Regions from separate parts of the Gossypium arboreum genome. Here region 2 is linked to region 1. Evidence: chromatin contacts called from public Hi-C data. All regions are on one chromosome and are shown on one strand. Each heading gives the region's core, a stretch centred on a gene start, on an enhancer-like site or on the middle of the called end of the contact. The rest is flanking DNA. Distances are from core to core; before and after follow the strand shown. Region 1 holds the start of LOC108467508 (bifunctional aspartate aminotransferase and glutamate/aspartate-prephenate aminotransferase-like). Region 2 holds the start of LOC108469565 (protein CELLULOSE SYNTHASE INTERACTIVE 1).

Region 1 (2,897 bases), core at 347-2,846:
AAAAGATGTCAAAACTTAAAACAGAGAAAACAAGGATCCAAGATGGACTAGAAACATTATTGCACCTCAGCTATGATGGCTGGTGTATCAAAATCAGGCTCTCCAGCAGCCAATCGAATAACAGGGACACCAGCTTGTGCAAGAGCAGTTGCATGATCAGTTATAGCCACTGTCTTTGAAGGCTTCACAGAGTTAACTCTAGGGCTCAAAGAGATATCAAGTTTCACTTGGTCGCTGCTACTCTCTGTCTTTGACATTGCAGTTATTCTATATGAATGTTGTTTAGAAGTCTCAACAGATCTGCCAAGAAGTATATACAACCAGACAATGAAATTCTCTAATATATCCAGTGCTCCCTTCTCCCTTTGGGAAATAATTAAGACTTTTGAGACAACTTTTCTTTAATTCTCACACAAACAAAAAAATGCCAGCACAAAATGTTTTCCTTGTTTAATCTTCAAGTTTATAGATAGTGCCACAAAGGGAAGTTTCTTAAATTAAAATGGTTCTGCAACTTCAATGAATCAGCTTAAGGAATGGAATAAACTAAGAATAAAGATGTTTCTCTTTACACTTCCATTAAAAAAAAAAAAAGACAATACTCATGAAACCACTTCCATAGCAATCTCGTAGAAAATATTTAATAACATATGTTTCTTTATTTCAATATTCCATGTTCTCTTATACAGCGGATGATATCAAAACAGAATAAACGAAAATTGATTTGACCAACAAATTAGTGTCTCTGCAGATTGCTAAGGATAAACTAAAATCTGCAAAAGAAGCAAAGAAGCTAACATTGAGGCAGTGTCAAGTAAAATCTGCAAATGCATCAGTGATTCAACTGATGATCCAGAATCAAATTTCTGCATTTTCTTCAATGAACTGAATAGACAGATTATATGTTAAATGCAATCACAACCCAAAATTGCTCCCCCTAGAATTTAAAAAAAAAATGCTAGAAACATTAAGATGCCGGAAAAAGGAACTTACTTTAAGGAAAGATTAGTAAGAGAGGAATGGAAAGACACGGAAACGGAGGCCTTGGAAGCAGAATGTGATCCCAAAAATTGGGAGTCGAAGCCAACACCGGAAATTCCTGTTGAGTTATGAAGAGAAACTGCCATTTGTACGAAGATTGAAGAGAAAACAAATTTTGGGCAAGAGGAGGAGGTTCCTCAGTGAAATAAATAAAAACAAACTCAAAATTAGTCCAGGAAAAATAAGGGGATGGGGGTTGGTGGGAGAACAAGTGGGCTTAATAGTTTATTATTTTATCTCCCTTAATGTTGGAAAGTGAGGTATGGTTGGTTTAAAGTAATAAGGTGGAATTTGAAGGCTTGAAATTTACATCAATCAATGGCGATGAAAGGAGAAAGGAGAGAGATGGGTAGGTGGAAGGATGCTAGTGGGAGCAAACAGTGGAAGTGAAGTCGGGAATTGACCCAATTCCGGGTATGCTGGTTGGCCAACAACTCCATCTCTCCTCGCTTATCACCTTGTACCTTACCCACTCCCTTTCAAACGATTTAAACTGAAATTAATTAATAATAAATTGAGAAACTTGTTTGGGTATAAAACGAAATCTGAACCACCTAACCATATTAAAGGGCAAACTATATATACAGTCAATTATAAAAAAATTCATTTTAAGGCACCCAAAATAAAAAATTTACAATTTAAACATTAATATTATATTTTTAAAATATTTTAATCACTCATTTTAACGAAAAGTTGATATGACAGTTAAAAATTAGTATAATAACAAATATAACTTTTAAATTTTTATATATTAGTAATTCAGTCATAATTTTAAAAAATTAACCTTTAAAATTTATAAATATTCTCATTTTGATCCTAATTCTAAAAACTTCAAAGAAACATATAAAAATACATAAATATTTTTAAAATATATAATATTAAATTTAAATTTTATATTAATATTAAATATAATAAAAATCATTCCAACTCTTCTTCCTATCATACAACGTAGATGCTTAAATTACAAATTTTTACTTAAGTGATTAAAAAATTATAGTTGGATAACTATTTGTATAATTTATTCAAATACTAAATACATTACATTTGTTTATTATTATATTATTATCAATCATAAAATAATGTCCAATTAACTTGTAATAACATCTAATATATATACATATATAGACTATAGTAAGATTATGTTGCATTTTAGAAAATTTAAATTTTAAAGTAATTATTTGCTTGGCAAGTGACACAAAACCAATTTTTAATTACTATTAATCATAGCTTAAAAAAACGTTTCCAATATATTTTCTTAAAATTTCCATTAATAATGGTAGTCATCAGAAATTATAATTTTAGTACAATCAACTTTTCTAAGTGGTATCTTTTCAGGAAACCCTTTTAAGATATATATTACTTTTTCTCCCACACATTAATTAACTTTATTGAAAAATTTCACCCCAATTTCATACACGCAATCAATTGATTGCTTCTTCCGTTACTCTATTAAAATTCTACACATCTCACGATCCATTTTATAATTGATATTCTTCAGCTTTGTTGTCCACCACACTTTTATTGTATAAAGTTAATGAAAACTCTTTCATTTTATTCTTTACATATCTGTATTTCCATCACACTAGTTATATCTCATTTTTTTCCTTAATTTGTATTTTATTCCAGTATTTATCTTTCTATTTCTTGTTGCGTTTAATTTATATTCAGTGGCGGAACGTAATGGAGATCTAGGAGGTCATGACCTTCTAAAATGATAATGTTTTATTTAGACACTTTATAATTTATAAAATTTTAAATTAGTAATAGTAAAATTTTATTTTATTAACTAAAATAATAAAAATTTAATTTAATCTTTTAAAATTATAAATTTATAAATTATTAAAATAATAAAATTA
Region 2 (2,776 bases), core at 223-2,722, 510 kb after region 1:
GGACAGAGATACTGGTAATTACCTGTCACATTCTAGTATGAGAAAACCAGAGAATACACATTGTCATATTGTTGCTCAGCATATGTCTTTGAACTAAACTCCATTGCTAATGGCAAACTTTTAGAGAAATGAAATGAACCGGTAGGTGTAGCATTAATGCATATTAATGACACCTTCACCTCAAAGTATATTATTTTGAAGAACGTATATTTGAAAATCACATATTAATTTTCGGAATAAGTGGCTCTTGATAAATTTCAAATAGAAGTGATCTTCAGCCAACAAATTGGCAATAAAATTTCCGAGTGTCCAAATCCAAATCTATTTTAGGTTTCATCATTGTTAGACCGCATTTCCATGTCGAAGGAAAGAAGCAATCATTCTCCAATCTTATAGAAAACAAATTCTACTAAAAGGACGCATTTATTTATTAACAATGATGAAAATGAGATCAAAACACATCAACCACCTTAAACTTCATAAATGTATCATATCAATACATTCACAAACCATATCCTTTAAATCATCCCAAAATTAAGCATGAAAATTTAGAAACACACCACATCATTAGCAGCAAGGCCGCTGCCATTGTTGGCAGCGAACCTCCAAGACACTGTCGCCGCCAGCTTTGCTTTTATTGCAAAATTCGCTGAATCTTGAAAGAAAAAATAATAAACCTTAGCCCCTTGTCAGATCCAGCCGCTACGCGTCGTCAAAACATTAAAATCCCCTGCCAAAAAGTAAAAGAAATAAGTTAAATACGAATTTCTAAATAAAAAAAAGTCCAGATCAAGCAAAAATCATGATAATTCAACAAAACATTCGACTTCAAAAGAACAATAAACCAATACATCTAATACTAGTAAACTGAAAGTTCAAAAAGGGGTAGAGCAAAAGATCACATTTCCATCGCACTGATTTTGTATCATTTTCCATTAAAATCAACTGAAATTTTACCAAATTGAAAGTCAGTAGATAGCAGATCGAAGAGGGATTAAAGGAGAAAAAAATGAGGAGCTTAGATTTGGAAGAAACGACACCGAATGATGAAAATAGAAATGTAGATGGAAAAAAGAAAGAGAAAGTGAAGGCAAACCTTCAAGAGAGAGAAATGAAGGAAGAATGAGCTTAGTCTCCTTGATTTGGAGTGCTTCTATCTATCAATTTCGTAGAAGAGAAGCCAACGATGAGAGAGATATTAAAGACGGAGAGAGAGAGAAATTGATTTTCCTTTTTTTTTTTTTTTTTTGGGTAATGCTTCTTCTACTTCTTCTTGTCTTTCTGTTTTTCGTTTTTAATTTATTTTTTTTCTGTGAAAAGAAAAAAGAGCGGAGGTTGTGTTTTGTTTTCAGTTCACTCACAGCTCACACAGCCGACGCTTTCACTGGACCACCGACAACTTGAAAGCTCTGCTTCTCGGCTCAGCTTCTTCTCTTCTAAACTCTAAAGAGTTTTTTTTTAAAAAAAAGGTATACTTATCTCCCATTTTATAATTATTCTACTTTTAATTTTTAATTTTTATTTAATAATTAAAGTTGAATAGATTTTAATTATCAAAATTAAAAGAATAAAAGTACCTATAAAATTTTAAATTATGGTTTATTGATTGGGTATTCATCTTTCTCAATAATAATTTGAGTGTAAATCATGATTTTACAAAAAAAAAAAATAGGTTCAGTTTATAATTAATTTTTTAAATAAAATTTTCAATAATTTATATATATTAATGCAGTAAACCTATTTAAAATATTTATATATTTATTAATTTGGTAGTATAATAATTTGTATTGCATAAAATTTTTAAATGTGTTACTTATGTTATATTTTATTGTTATTAAATTTTAATTGTTTAAGATAAAAACTTTAAAATATTATTTTAAAATGAAAAAGATAATAAGAAAACCATGCAGCTTCAGTTTAAGCAACCCAAGCGGCCAAGTAGGTAAGCCAGCATCTTTTTCTCTCTCTTAGTTGGCTGGAAATGGATATTCATTGGTTTGTTGTTGTTTTTCTTTTCCAAAATATTCATTGTCTTATTGGTAAACAGTAAGATACACCTAATTATAATTATTATTAATTTGTTCCTAATAATATTCCTTGTTATTCTGTTACTACCACAGCAGAAATTTTATTCCAATTACCAATATACCCTTTCCTGCTTACTTTTCTTTTTATATATTATTGAATAAAAACAATAAAAGAATAACACATTTATCAACTTTTCTTTTTTGTAAGTAATAGTTAGACTGTCAGATATTTAACCTTTTTTAAATTTATGATTAAAAATTAAAGGAAAAATAAAACCATTTGGCTTGATCAGTAATTTACTAAACAATTGGGTATGGAAGAACAATCCTACTCTACTGCAATTAATTCATCTGATTTAAGTTCAGCATATTGATTCTAATTTTTACACCAGAGGCAAATTCTATTGTACTATTTTTTATATTACTAGTTTAGGTATAAATCTAAACATAAATATCAGAAAATAATTTTTGGATAATATAATCAAATATATATTTATTAGATATATAATATATCATGTTTACGAATATATTTACTAAAAACAGTAATATCATATGAGAAATTCAAATTTCTTTTTTGGAAGACTCGTGAGAACTAACCTTGTAATCAAGAAAAGGGATAAAAGTAAAACAAAGGGCTTACGGAACAAAATGAAAATGGTCACAAATAATTTTTTAATTTTAAAATGATATAAAGGAAAAATACTCGAAAATTAATTAATTAATAAATATGATAAATATATGAAAATGGA

Evidence for each region. A called contact is a pair of places that touch in the nucleus more often than the background predicts.
Region 2: a Hi-C map of leaf shows a contact between it and region 1, with 4 times the contacts expected there. The contact joins the promoter of LOC108469565 here to the promoter of LOC108467508 in region 1. A contact is called at or near these places in 2 of 5 Hi-C or Micro-C datasets (both in leaf).

What each region holds. Positions count from the first base shown.
Region 1 is chr11:65,344,688-65,347,584 of ASM2569848v2, forward strand. LOC108467508 (bifunctional aspartate aminotransferase and glutamate/aspartate-prephenate aminotransferase-like) reads right to left here and starts at 1,597. Exons shown (of 10, transcript XM_017768141.2): 1 at 994-1,597; 2 at 66-300. The coding sequence starts at 1,127.
Region 2 is chr11:65,858,268-65,861,043 of ASM2569848v2, forward strand. LOC108469565 (protein CELLULOSE SYNTHASE INTERACTIVE 1) reads right to left here and starts at 1,473. Exons shown (of 8, transcript XM_017770454.2): 1 at 1,097-1,473; 2 at 561-730.